Regions from separate parts of the Sus scrofa genome. Here region 2 is linked to region 1. The links are chromatin contacts, called in public promoter capture Hi-C maps. All regions are on one chromosome and are shown on one strand. Each heading gives the region's core, a stretch centred on a gene start, on an enhancer-like site or on the middle of the called end of the contact. The rest is flanking DNA. Distances are from core to core; before and after follow the strand shown.

Evidence for each region. Promoter capture Hi-C pulls out the DNA fragments that hold promoters and counts their contacts.
Region 2: a promoter capture Hi-C map of liver shows a contact between it and region 1, with 18 times the contacts expected there. The contact joins the promoter of APBB2 here to the enhancer-like site in region 1. A contact is called at or near these places in 3 of 5 promoter capture datasets (fetal liver, fetal skeletal muscle and liver), 26 of 47 Hi-C or Micro-C datasets (adipose tissue, alveolar macrophages, brain and 15 more) and 1 of 2 datasets of contacts at active chromatin or transcription factors (skeletal muscle).

What each region holds. Positions count from the first base shown.
Region 1 is chr8:32,027,042-32,034,160 of Sscrofa11.1, reverse strand. APBB2 (amyloid beta A4 precursor protein-binding family B member 2) reads left to right here. Exons shown (of 18, transcript XM_021101154.1): 9 at 3,545-3,630; 10 at 3,719-3,779. Among named protein-coding and RNA genes, the nearest start is that of NSUN7, 220 kb to the right of the region's middle. Within about 2 kb of position 4,705, at least 6 of the 83 cell types and tissues checked have an H3K27ac peak or open chromatin away from gene starts, as enhancers often do. A contact at or near this core is called in fetal liver and liver, where this site is marked.
Region 2 is chr8:32,298,069-32,305,187 of Sscrofa11.1, reverse strand. It overlaps APBB2 (amyloid beta A4 precursor protein-binding family B member 2), which reads left to right and starts at 2,951. Exons shown (of 18, transcript XM_021101154.1): 1 at 2,951-3,408.

The DNA of each region.
Region 1 (7,119 bases), core at 3,456-5,955:
AAGGAGAGTGTGTCCCCAGCTATAATCTGCCACCTGCCTCCCTCAGCTGTGCAAGGCTTTAGCTGCATTGCCTGCAAGTTGATCACTTGGGAGATTGTTGGTCCCGGAGGATGGTCTCTGTCCTTTCTTTACTGCCCTTTATCTCTGTCTTCGTGTCTGTCTTTCCCGGGGCCTGTTGCTCCGCCTGACTCTCCTCTTTCATTGTCTTCCTCTTTGTCTCTTCTCTTCTTTCATCACTCACTCCCAGATTTTCCGTAGAACCAAAGTATCTCTGTTAATTTCTTTTCTTTCTTTTTTTTGTTACTAGTTAAAGTGTCATATTCTTTCCTCTTAATTAAAAAAAATAGGAGTTCCCATTATGGCACAGGGGAAACGAACTCGACTAGGAACCACAAGGCTGTGGGTTCGATCCCTGGCCTTGCTCAGTGGGTTAAGGATCTGGTGTTGCTGTGAGCTGTGGTGTAGGTCGCAGATGAAGCTTAGATCCAGCCGTTGCATTTGACCCCTGCCCTGGGAACCTCCATGTGCCATGGGTGCAGCCCTAAAAAGCAAAAAAAAAAAAAAAAAAAAAAAAGATGTATATAATATATTGTTCGTCTAATGTGAAACAAATTGTTTTTGTCCTCATTGGCCTTGATTTTAAAAATGAAAAATTATAGTCACTTATGTGGAGGAGCAAATTTCTCATCTTTGATGTAAATGAAAATTTTAAAAATAAGAGGTTTAAAAAAAAGGTCTTTGGCCTGGTTGTGGCATATAATGTTAGTTTCCATTGTTCAAGTTTGAGGCTGAAGAGTTTCTTTAGGAATATTCATGTTATTTTAAGGTTTGGCAGAATCGCTGTATAGGACCCTTGTCTACTTCAATCTGTAAAAGGTGGTTGTTGGAAGTTTGCAAGCTGCCTCATGTCTGTGTGGCCTGAGAGCGCCATTCATACGATCTCAGAGCTATAATCCCTGTACTTCACAGGGATCCCTATGTTCAAAGAGTAAATGCTTAGAAAAATTTAAACACACGTGTCCAGAGAAGTGTTGAATTAAATGCCAAAGGCCTTTAAAAAGGCTTTTTTCGTCCACTCTCTATAATCCTAAACCCAGTGTCTTTTGAGTATAATTCCTGATCTCAGATTCCTTTTATCAAACACATACACTTTTTAAGTATTTCTTCATAAGAACACCATCATCTTGAGTCTTTCTAATTCATTATCTGATTACATTTTCAAGGTTCAACCTAAGTGAGAACCAAATATTGCTCACACGTAAATGGTGATAACAATTTGGGGCCAAGTAGTCTTGTTTTCTTTTTTAAAAAAGAAATTTTAGCTTAAAATTTTATTTTGTACTTAATGTTTCAGGACCTTATCAGGAGTGCTTATTAATCTTCCTACAATGCTGACTCTTGAAACTTTTTTGCTCACTGGTCCTTCTGAAAATAGGAGAAAAGTTAGGGATCCATCTCCCCAGAAAGACACACCTGCCCAAAACCCCGCCCCCCATTCCAGGTGATTCACAGGTCCCCTCAATTAACAGATTAAGATTCTCCTGCAATGTTAATTTTCTCCTTAGTGAAAAGTGTACACTTCTTTTGGAGATGGAGTGAGGAAACGGGTGAAGGACGACAGCATTCCGGCTCTTGTGCTCAATGAAAGAGATTAAAAAAAAAACAATACTGTGTGTAGTCTAAGTGGTCTAGGTTCTGTTTTATTTTGCAAAACTGCAGCTTGGATGCTTACTTCCAAAAGCAAAACAGCAATGACACCCACTGTGCAGTCATGATAATGAATCCAAATTTGCAATGACTGCCCTCAGAGAGTCCCACAGGGCCAAACAAATGCATTTTCAACACCTGGGACATTTGAACTTAGCTTCTTCTGTTTTGAGTGGCTTTAACAACTGTATTAGTTGTGCGCAGCATAATAGATCGGTACTACTGTCTCATTTCCAAAGAAAGAATTTTAGTTGAAAAACTTTCTTCATGGAAAAGTGTCCCTTGTTGATTTATTATCCAGGAGAAGATATTTGTCTGACAGAACGGTGGAACAAATTCATAAGGATGTGCTCAGGTGTTTTATTAGTATCATTTATTTTTTGAAATGTCACATGAAAAAGATTTGAATGTTCCATCAGTATAGTAGAAAGGAAAAAAAAAAGCATTTCCATCTTGTCCGAGGTGAACAGAAGGAAAGAGTTGTTTCGATTCAACAGTCTAAGGAGTTCCTTTGTGGCACAGCAGGTTAAAGATCCCATGTTGTCACTGCAGCAGCTTGGGTCGCTGCTGTTTTGTGGGTTCCATCCCAGGCCTGGGAACTTCTACATGCCATGGGTGCAGCCAAAAAAAAAAAAAAAATCTGTTGTAAGAGGTTTCCCAACAAGGCAAGGCTTTGCACTTTGCTCTAAAACTATGTTTAGAAAAGCATTTCGTGATTGAATATTAATTTGTGAAGAGACTTGGTTGGAAGAGAGCCAAGCTTTTTATGAATAAGAGGAATTTACATTCGATTGTCTGGGTGAAATCTCACCAAGATGATGCGGTCAGGCTGGATTCCTTACCCTCTTTCTCCTTCATTGTCCTTTTTTCTTTCAAGTGAAAAGTGAAAATAATTTGGCCCCCAGCTTTTATACCCTTAGCTGTGGACATGCCCCCGTTTCCAACCAGTGCATTGACAAGCATCCTTCCTAATTCCACCTCCACCTCCAAAAAACAGTTGTTTGGTTAATGGGAAGAAGGGTTCCTTTGGAATTAGGTGCACTGGGCATTTAATACTTTTGTCGCATATCGTGTGCTTTTAAGAGCACACTGAGAAAGTAACCTCACTGTCTGGTAGTAACATTCAGCCCCTTGTCCCTTGTTTGGGTAAGTAATAAAAGCCCCTCTCTTTTCTCCTGGCCTAGTCCTCAGGTGACAGTCTAGCTCTAGGAGCGTGAGCTCACATGTTGCTCTGAGAGTGAATTTGTTCCCTAACCCATCCTGTGAATATCAATGCTAACAACAGTGTCTTGTGTGTGTGTGTTTCTTTCTTTTTTTTTTTTCCTTTTCCTTTTCTTTCTTTTTTTTTTTTTTTTTTAAATCAATGTGCTTTTTCCTATGTGAATAATTACATGTCTAGAAACAGCCATGGAGTGATTTTGCTGTTCTGAATGGGGGAAAGATTAATAGTGACATTTGGAAGGCAAGTATATTGTCAGATTTGAGCTCATTTGTCCTCTTTGCATGGCTGTGGCTGCATCTTCCTTGTGAATATCATGCATTCTGCAGGGACCGAGCCATGGGGCTTCTGGCCAGGGCTGTGGGGCTCACACATGTCGTCTTTTTTGATGTCTCTCATTGTGAATGACTTCAGGCTGATGGCCCCAGGTACCGCTGTCTTGTAAGAACCGGCACTTGCCCCAGCCAGCATCAGCAGCGCATGCATGCCTTTTTCTGCCTAAGCTCACACACACACTCTGCCTTGAGCGGGGAGGACTTTGCTCCCTTTGCTGTTTGAGGCCATGTAATGGTCCCTCCCCCTTTCTGCATTAACAGCGATCGATCTCTTTTCCTCTAGGATTTGCATGCAGCCACAGTCAACCCGGACCCCAGTTTAAAGGAATTTGAAGGAGCCACACTGCGCTACGCATCCTTGAAACTCAGGTAGAGCTTGTGCCGCCCTAACATAGGGCTTTGTGCAGCTAGAGTGTGCAGTCGGATTCTAAATGCAGTTTTCTGTTTTTCTTTCTAGAAATGCCCCACATGCTGATGATGATGATTCTTGTAGCATCAACAGTGACCCAGAAGCCAAGGTTTGTACGAAATGTGCTTTCAGCGACCCGGTTTTGTTTGTGCACCAAAGTGTTGACTTTGGATAATGGCCCAGTTTTTACAAACTGTCAACTCCAAGCCACTTAATAAGGAATTATCTCCCAGTCCTATCTCTTTCCTAATCTCCCCAACACTTGACGTAAATCCCTCCACCAGGTCAGGTTTGAGGGGTTTTCTGTGATCGTACCGGCTCTGCCTGTATCTCACATCAGCTCTTTGTACAATGTGCTACGTTAAAATTATGGTTCAAACAGGTGGGCTTCGGAAGCCTTTGAAGATAAGCCGGGCTCTGCCTTGCAGTGCCGGGAGGGGCAGGGGTTGAACAGGTGCCACAGACCCCTCACAGCCACCTCCTCCAGGGCAGCCTCACACCTGTGCAGTGACAGCTCCTCGCTGTCCCCGTCATAAACACGGGCCTGTTTTATGGTGGAAAGTGAGGGTGAACTTTTGCTCTGGACTTCTGGTGGGGGTCCCGCAGGACCAGCATGACGGGTATGCAGCCAGAACAGTTGGCCAGGGCCCTGTGCTGAGACTCGGGGCCCCGTGTTTTGCTGTGCAGTTGCTCTCTTGACGTTCTTAATGCGTTGATCTTTGTGTTCTGGAAGCGAGGTCCTGTGGGGCGATGGCGTGCCCCCGGCAGTTGGAGCCTTGGCTCGTGCCCAGTCCTGCCACCTTCCCTCCCACGTGTTTCTCAGCTGCCCATTCCCCTGCTCGCTGGCACCTCAAGCCCTGCCAGTCTTCCCATCCCTGCCTCCACCCCTGTAGGGGCCTAGGTGTGAGCCTAAGAAGAGAGGGTGCCAGGCACCCAGACTCCATGCTGTCTCAGGAAGGGGCAAAGCAGTGGCCTGCCTGGCTTGGGGTGAACAGCACAACCGTGGGTCAGTGGGTGACTCGGGGGCCCAGCCACTCCCAGTCCAGGTAGCTAACACGTCCTGGGACAGGTGTTGCAATACACTGGGCAGTCACCCGATTGCTGCGGGCTGCGGTGGCGGGTCCATGGGAAAGGGGGATTCCTGGCTGTTTCTCCACCTCTGGCCGGGCCATGGTGCCTCGGTCCAGCTGCTGGTGGTCTGTGGGGGTGGGCAGCCTGGGAAGGTGTGTATTCTCCCACGAGACATCCTCAATCCCAAGGGAACATGACTTTAAATACCAAAAAAAAAAAAAAAAAAAAAAAAAAAGGAGTGGAGAGAGAGAAACACAGAGGGGAAAAAGCTTCCTGTCTGAATACTTTTTACAGCGTTCCCCCCCCTACATTTTGAACAGGAGGGGGCCCTGCATTTTCATTTTGCATATTTCATTTTCATTTACAAATGATGTTGCTGGACCTAGATTTTTTCAGCCTCCCAGAGCAGGTCTTTGTGAATGAAACAGCATAGAGGTTGCTGCACCAGTTGATAGGTCTGGAACACTGTGCAGGTTCAAAACCTTGGCTCCCGGTCTGGATGCTGCCTTATGGCCACTGGTTCTGTAAGAATCGCCAGGCTCGCTGATGAAATCACCATTGCCCCTTCCCCAGTTGCAAATTGGAGAAGGATGACGACAGTGTGGACCACATTTCTCAGCTTCATTCTAGTAAGCACAGGTGATCGGGTGAAGGCTGCTTCGGAGCCAGCCGTGTTCTGAACGAGTTCTTGGGCTGACACGCTGGCCTTTAAAGATAAATTGGATGGCAAGGAGGGGAAGGGATGCAGTAAAACAGGGAGGCGGGCTCTGAATAATTTGCCTTGCTACCAGGTGTTTTACAAGGGCTATCGGCAAAGCCTGGAGGAGGAGGAGCGAGAGGCAGCACTGTCTCTCCACCAGTAAGGGCTGGGCCATTGATGTCTGTAAATTACACCAAGTGTGAAATTGACCAGAGAGGGCTGGAGGGTGATGCCTGGATCTGAGAAGGAATTGGTAACGGGAATGGGAGGCCCCTCACCTAAGACAGCGCTGTCTCTTTTTTTTTTCCTCTCACTCGTATTGCTCACTGAATTCTTTTTTTTTTTTTTTTTTTTTTTTTTTTTTTTTTTGTCTTTTTGCCTTTTCGCCTTTTCTAGGGCCGCTTCTGTGGCATATGGAGGTTCCCGGGCAAGGGGTCTGATCACAGTTGTAGCCGCAGGTCTACGCCACAGCCACAGCAACGCAGGATCTGAGCTGCGTCTGCGACCTACACCACAGCTCGTGGCAATGCCAGATCCTTAACCCAATGATCGAGGCCAGGAATCGAACCCAAAACTTCATGGTTCCTCGTCGGATTCGTTAACCACTGAGCCACAATGGGAACTCCCATGCTCACTGAATTCTTGATCTGCCACCCTTCTGTTGCCTGCCTGTCTATTCCAGCCCCTCTTAGGAATTTGTTCGTGTTAATAAGGAGGTTCAGCTTTCTCATAGTTACTGAAGTTGTACTTAGTTCCAAACAAAAAAGTATGTGTCTTGTATTATTTATTCTATATCCTACTTTGTTCCATAAAAGATCTGAGGAGACTTATAAGAACAAACGCTTTCCTTAAAAGCACAGAAAATGTAAGGGAATAATCAGCGCATCTGTGCTGAGGCAGGAGACGGAGGTAGTATAGATTAGACTCGGGAGCAGGAATAAACATGGCCCTTCAGAACATAGGACTCTTGGCACAGTTACAAAAATTGACTTTTGGGTTCATTTTTGTGGCTCCTAGTAATTATTATTATTACTCTTTGGCCACCCTGAGGCATATGGAGTTTCCAGGCTAGGGGACTTAAGCTGCAGTGGTGGCAATGCTGGATCCTTAACCCACTGAGCCGGCCGGGGATCAAACCTGCATCCCAGCACTCCCAAGACGTCACCAATCCCGTTGCGCCGTAGCGGAAGCTCCTCTAGTGATTATTTATGTTGAGGATTTTTACCATGAATGGCATGAATTCCTGTGAGGGCATCTCAGAATCTTGAAAGGACTTCTCCGAACTCTACCTGCTTCTAACTCCCCCTGCCCCGCCTTGAATTCTGAACGTCACTGTCACTCTGGAGGACTCCAAACCTGTCGGGAGGGGAAAAGGGTTTCACTCTGTGCTTAAGGACAAAGTGAATTATATTGTGGAATATAATTGTTTTCATAGGGCTCTAGTGTAAAAGTAATTAATTGTAAGATTGAATATTGAGTGCTAACTTAGGCACGGTCCTAAAGACTCCATTGCTGTCCTCCCCACAATTCAGAAGGCTGAGTATCATTATCTCCATTTTGCAGATGAGGAAACTGAGGCACAGAAAGCTTAACAGCTAGTTAAGTAGTAGGTCAGGATCTGAATCCAGGCCGTTTGGCGGCAGAGCGCACTTCCGCCGCACCCTCCAGAGGAAGGGTG
Region 2 (7,119 bases), core at 1,702-4,201, 270 kb before region 1:
CAAAAGATTGGTTGATGTCTGGAAGTTCTGAAGAATTTCATACCACTGTAATTGAAATATTTAATGCTGTAGTCTTTGAGTATCTTAGAAGTAGTTGGATAGGTTGTATGGTGGGTGGATAGATCAAGGACTATTTAAAGACTAGTGACTTCAGAAGTAGAAACAAGTAATAGGATCTCTTTTGTTGCCACCGATTTTGTACTTTGTAATTTTCGGACTGAAAAAACAGCATCGTACTATATAGTCTTGCACTTTGTGTAGCGTTTGTGCAAATAACAAGTATATTTTTTCATTAGATTGGAATGTCAAGAAATTTGTGTTCAAGTGCCAGTTCTGCTGAATTATTAAGTAAGGAAGTCATTTAACCACTTTGGGCCACAGAGAGCCTCTGTGTAACACTTAAGAGTTGACCCAGACTTGATTCTAGAACGATCTCCTAAGTATTCTTCCAACTGAAATTCTTTGAATCCGCCTTTTCGTTCTCCCTTTGGTCCTAAAGGACTTGGGTGATTTTTACTTCCATGCTTTGTAAACAGGCTCTTGGAATATTTCATTTCCTTGGAAAATAATTCATAGGTGAATCAGCATGAGGGGAAAAAAACAAAACCCACTCACAATAAGATATCAAAAGTGCGTGATGTGGTGAGACAAGAAATGATTTTCTTTGTAAACCGAAATGCTGAGGTATAGAGAAACCAATGATGTATAAAATGAGTTAGCAGTGTAAGGCTCTATGCAGCAGAGCGAGCGTGCTGTACACACGGAGCACGTCCGGGATGTGGGTGTGTGTCGGGGTGTCAAGGAGTCCTCTCCATACGGCCTGGAAACCGCTATTACTCTAAACGTTCCTTCCTGGGAGCGAGAAAATGTGTGTTGGAGGGGGTCGAAGGAAGCAGGCAGAGGAAGGTTACAAGCTTCCCCACTCCCGACCCCCGCCCACCTTCTGGAAATACATAATTAAGGGAATTTCCTGCTGCAGCCACGACACGTTCGGTGGCCGTTTCCACGTCACTATTAGGGCAGCCGGGAATTTTGCTTTTCCTGGCGATGAATTCCCTACTCTTTCCGCGCGTCCCCTGCGGGACGCCGAATGCCGCCCTCCGCCCCAGGCGAAGTTGGACGGCGAGGAGGCTCGGAAGCCGGGCGCGGGCGGGGGGGCCGCGGCCGAGGGGAGGGCGCAGGAGCGTTTCCTGCGTGAGCGCGGCCGCCGGACCCGGTTCCGGAAGGCTGATTGCATCAGGTGTGGAGCGGGGCGCCTCCTTGGCCCAACCTGGCGGCCACTGCGCCTGCGCGCCCCGCCCCGCCCCGCCCCGCCGCCAAGGACTCCACCGCGGGTTTTCCTCCGGGTCGGGAAGAGATGGATCCCGTAGGGCGGGCGCGGTGTACAGCCCCGGGACCCCGGACTGAACGGGTGGCAGGGCCAGACTCCTGGGGAACCATGGGAAGCTGTGGGGTCCGAGAGAATAGAGTACCTGCGAAAAGGGGACCTGCCTTCAAGGCTGGTACCAGGGCCGGTCTCTGCTGCTGAGGGGCGGGGGCGGACTTGGGCTAATTTCCTTTCCTCTCTAGGCCTGAAGGGCATAGGCTTGAACTTGAAGGCTTTCCAGTTCAGAGCCTGAGTTTTCCCAAAGTGGGTTAAACTGCGGCCCCCGAATGTCCCGTCCACGGGCTGCATAGATAGATCTTGGAGTGCAGCGATACAGCACCAAGGCTGAGCACTTTCATGGATTTGTAGGGATTCCTCAGTGGCAGTATTGTTTTTCTGTTGGAAAGGAGTGACGTTATTGTTGGCCTCTAGGTTGGTCTCAGAGAAACTGTTCATGGGAGAAGTTTGGTGCAAACGTCAGAAACCCCTCCTCCACAAGGCATCTTTCTCCCACCACTCATTCCTTCCGACCCCACTCTAGTCTGCGCTCAGGGTCCCATTATACACCCTTCTGCACACACCTGGTAGATTTCCCCCCTGGCGCTCCTCATGTTTGAAGGGACATTTCGGGGGGATTCTTTAATGGGTGCCTGTCCACCTCGCTGTGCACTAAGCTCTATGAAAGCTGGGGTCTGGGCTTTTTTATTCACTGCCGTCCCCAGGCTAACTATAAGATCTTGTGGGTACTCAATAGATTCATGATGCCAAAGGAGAAAATAATGCCATCCCCAACCGCATAGAGTCCTCTTGCGAAGAATAGGGACTTTCCGGGTGTGAGTTTGCTGTTTGCAGAAGGACTGCACTCCGGAGGTTTGGGGAAGAGGGTGAGTTAGGAGGAGCCATTATTTAATAGCTACTATTAAATTACTTTTAGCAAAATCCATCTGAAAAAGATAGTAGGTGAGGCTGTGTGTTTGTGTAGTAGAGCAAGAGGTCTCAAAGTATGGCCCTCAGACCAGCAGCACCAGCATCATCTGGGAAGTTGTTAGATGTACAGATGCTTCGGCAGTACCACAGACCTACCCATTCAGAGACTGTCCAGCAGTCTGTGATTCCATAAATCCTCCAGGCGATTGGGATGCAGGGTCAAGTTTGATATCCACTGCATTGATGAAGAGCAACCCTAATGATGCTTTGGGGATGCTATTCACAGTGCCTGGGGCAGGCACTGATGACTATTTACTGAGTATCCATTATTAGAACCTTGCTTCTCTAAATTCGAACTATATTTAATATTCCTGGAAGTGAAGAAGAAATTATGCTTTCCCCTCCTGCAGGTATGTTTCTTCCTTGAGGTGATGCTGCTGTGATTTTCACATCAAGGAATGGTGTGTGTGTGTGGGGGGCATATGCCTGGGGTTCTAGATAAGGAGGCAGAAGGAAGGTCTCGCCTACATGTTGCAGCTGGATGGGCGTGGGCAGCTCTCATCTGAGGACATTTTCCTCAGATAAGGGAATGCAGGCATGTGGGAGAAAAGACTAGACAGGGATAATGTTACCCAACTTCCTTTTGCTGCAGACAGACGCCGAGCCATATGGAGGGGATACCAGGCTGCGTCGCATTGGGTCTCTGGCCTGCACTGCTTCTCTGCCATCTTCTCAGATGGTCAGGGGACCAGGCGTTCGCGATGCCCGGAAGCTTCTGCCTGCAGGGGTCGCACTAGGCGCGCGGCCCGCCCCCTCCTTCCCGGCCCCCGCCCCCGGCCCCGCCTTTCTCGGGATCGGCCCCCGGCGGGTCCGGCCCCTCCAGCCTCTCCGCGCAGCCGCCGCCAAAGCCTGGAGAAGTGGAATCTCGCCGGCGCAGCTCCCTGAGCGGGACTCGCGGAGCGGCACTGGGCATGCTCAGTTGCCGGAGCCCGTCTTGGTCTCAAGTAGGAAGCTCGTGCGCTGCACCCGCAGCTGATCGTGGCGCTCCGGGCAGGGCGAGACTGGAGCAGAGCTGCCGGGTGCCGGAGCCGAGGAGAGCGCCGCGCGCACCACCGGTGAGCCCCGCTTTCTTCCTTGCTTTTGCTCTGGACTCCTGGGCGGCCCGGGAGTGCTGGCGGGAGACCTGGGCAGCGGCAGCGGCGTGCGGCAAGTAGCCCGGGCGGCTGCTCCTCTCCTCCCGGCCCCCGAGGTCTGCGCGGCTGCTGCCGTCTGCCCGCTCAGCCGCAGCCACAGCTGCAGCAGCTGCCACGCATCTGCAGCGGGCGTCCGCTGCGGAGTCCCGTGCGCCCTGCGCCCGCGCCGCAGGGCCGGGTGGCACGGTGACTGCGGGCTCACTCCTTGACTCCATCACTCCCGCTTCTCGGCGCCCCCTTTCCCTCCGCAGCCGGGGGCTTGGCAGGGCCTGGGCGGGGAGACAGGATTGGAGGGGCTGCGCCGGGGTGGGGGCTGCGGAAGGGAAAAGTGAGGGTGGGCGCCGGCGGGGAAGAGCGCACACCCCCTTGCCCTGGCACTGGCCTCCGCTGTGCGGCTGGGCTCTTCCTCCCCGGGCGGCAGTGCGCTCCTGCGGGGGAGTTGAAGACCCGGCTGGCTTTTCTAGGGGTTCAGAGCTTAGCCGCTGCAAGATCAAGGGGGAAAAGTTCATTTCCCCTTCAGAGGCAGGGAGCGTTTTAACTAGAAAATGGCTGTGCGAAGGGGACCGAATCAGGAATCCCCTCTGCTGCCCGCCGGGCGGAATGGAGGGTTGAACGCTAGAAATGACATTTGTGCGATGAAAACATTGCTGGGCGGAGGGAGGGATGCGGAGTCCCACAGAAACAATGAAAGGTGATCTTGACGTCGGCTGAGAGATCTAGAACCGAGAGGTCGGGGACGAAGAGCCAAGGGGGCTTGGGACTTGAATTTAAACAAATAGTAAATTGGAGAAATCAGATCTAGAGTTGTGGCCGATTTGTAGTCAAGTTCTGCGCAGTTTAGAGCCACAACTGTTACAGAGGGTTTGTGATGGATTGAGTGGCCGGGGAGGGCCAACGTTAAGAGGAGAATAAGGTCAGTGTTGGAAGCTCAGACAAGACTGGGCACAGTGTTGTTTAAGAAGTTCCTCAGTCACTGCCTTTACCTTGCACCTGATAGGTAAACTACTTAAGGGGTTACCATAACATGATGCCAGCAGTGGTGGTTGAATCCCAGGAAATGAGGAAACTTTGTGAGGTTGGCGTTGGTTTGTCATGTGTTTTAATATTTCACTGATTTAAAAAAAGCAAACAGTGGCATCCTGATCCATTGTTCTGAATTTGGGTCTCTTAAGTCTTTTCTTTTTTTTTTTTTTTCCTTGTCGTGGATTTAGATTTCAAATCTTGTCCTCAAATGGCCATGATAATTAAGAATCTCTGAATTCCTGTAGCTGGGCTTTCAGGAAGGGGGATTTCTTTGTGAATTTAGGTAGCTGCTTTGTTATGTTTTCAGCTTGTAGCTTGAAAGCAGGATTTGTTCAGCAGTTGTTTATCGGAACTCACAGAGTCCTCGAAATGGCTCTGTTTTGAAAGGATGACATTTGTTGAAAGGATGAGGAACCGCCACACGGGGGAAATGCTGGGAGAACACAGGTGGCGGTAGAGTACAATGGGCTGGGAGTCAGAACACCTGGGGAAGCAGATGCACGATTTCTGTAGCTGTGCTTTGGTCATGGGATTACTGTATGACCTCGAAAAATCACTCAGGGTCTTCACAGGCTGGGGTTGGTCTGGATATTTGCTCAGAGCTTTTGAGAAAGGACTCTAAAGTTGAGATCTTTCTCAGGGAAGGTGTTTACTTCTACTTTTATTCTCTCTTGAAAAGGATACTTTTAAGTAAATAATTCACCTGTAAGGAGCCAGCGCAATTCCATTCAATGAAACTTTTATAAAGTGGTAGAGGAAAAACTCCATGAGCTAAAGTGTAAAAGGCTGGCTTTTTTAACTGGAGTAATAAGAATGCTTAATCCAGCACCTTAGACTCTTCTGCCATGCTACCAGGTTAGTAATAAGAATACTGACTGCAAAATCATTTAGGAGAAGACTGCTAAATTGTGCAAGAATCCATGTGTACAAATACTGTGAAACAGTTACTCTTTTTTTTTTTTTTCTTTTTACAGCCACACCTGTGGCATATGGAAGGTCCTAGACTTGGGGTTGAATGGGAGCTGCAGTTGCTGGCCTATACCACAGCCATGGCAACACCGGCTCCGAGCCATATCTGGGAATTATGCCATAGCTTGTGGCAACAGCAGATCCTTAACCCACTGAGCAAGGCCAGGGAATGGACCCAAATCCTTGCAGAGACAATGTCAGGTCCTTAACCTGCTGGGCTGCAGTGGGAACTCCTTTGTTTTGTTTTCTTCTTTTAATAGTGGCCTGTACTCATGGCATATGGAAGTTTCTGGGCCAATCCTGACCCATGCTGCAGCTATGGATCCTTTAACACACCGCCAGGCTGGGGATTGAACGTCTGCCTCCAAAGAGACCTGAGCCACCACAGATTCTTAACCCACTGTGCCATGACAGAAACTCCAAATAGTTATTACTCTTTTTATGTCATGTTTCAACTTTCTGATGACTATTTTCTTTTCTTGCTGCCAGAGAAGCAACGAAAAGCATCCATTTTTTTTTTTCTTTTCAATAACAGCTGGAATTAATACTGAAAGACTCACCATTGTCCTAGAACAGTGTTATGTTGATTACCCTGGTTTCGGGATGTCTAAGTGTCTTTTAAGAGAAATGGAATGTTGTCTCTCTACACCGCCTACAGTTATACCTTTAAAATATTCAGTACCTGGGGTTCCCCTTGTGGCTCAGCGTGTCATGAACCCAGCATAGTGTCCGTGAGGATGTGGATTCATCCCTGCCTTGCTCAGTGGGTTATGGATCCACTGTTGCCTCAAGCTGTGGCGTAGGTCACGGATGCGGCTCAGATCTGGTGTTGCTGGGGCTGTGGCATTGGCCAGCAGCTGCAGCTCTGATTAGACCCCTAGCCTGGGAATTTCCATGTGCCACAGGAGCAGTCGTAAAAAGAAAAAAAAAATGCAAGCTTTGTCCTATGCACCATAAATTTTTCCAGGTGCACAAAGACAAGACTTTTAGGAAAGTATTTTAAATGTGCTGCCAGAGTGAGCACTAGGAAGGTGTTATAGGAAGGTATTACTGGTTATGCGGGTGGTACTTATTTTCCTATCCCAAGTTAAGGCAGCTAGCATTTGTTCAGTACTTACTATGCGTCAAGCCTGATATTTAGCTTCTTACATATACTATCTTATGTGTTGGTATCTTTGACATAAATGTCAGCTTCCCAAGAAAATCCCTCTGAGGAGGTGGATAGTCCTTTGCTGGCACAGCAGTAGAACTTTTTATTTATTTATTTATTTATTTTTTAGGGCAGTACCTGCAGCACATGGAAGGTCCCAGGCGAGGGGTCTAATCAGAGCCACAGCTGCTGGCCACAGCAACACCGGATCTGAGCCACATCTGCAACCTACACCACAGCTCACGGCAACACCAGATCCTCAACCCACTGCCAGGGATCGAACCCTCAACCTCATGGTTCCTAGTTGGATTATTTCCACTGTGCCACAATGGGAACTCCAGCCATAGAACTTTTAAGTTTTCTCTTTTATGAGACTGTCTTCAACTGGTTTCATTATTATTCAATAAGAATTCTCTTGTAAAACATATTTAACTTGTTATTTAGAATAAGATTTGATTGGAACAGCATGTCTTAACTGATTTGAATGTTTT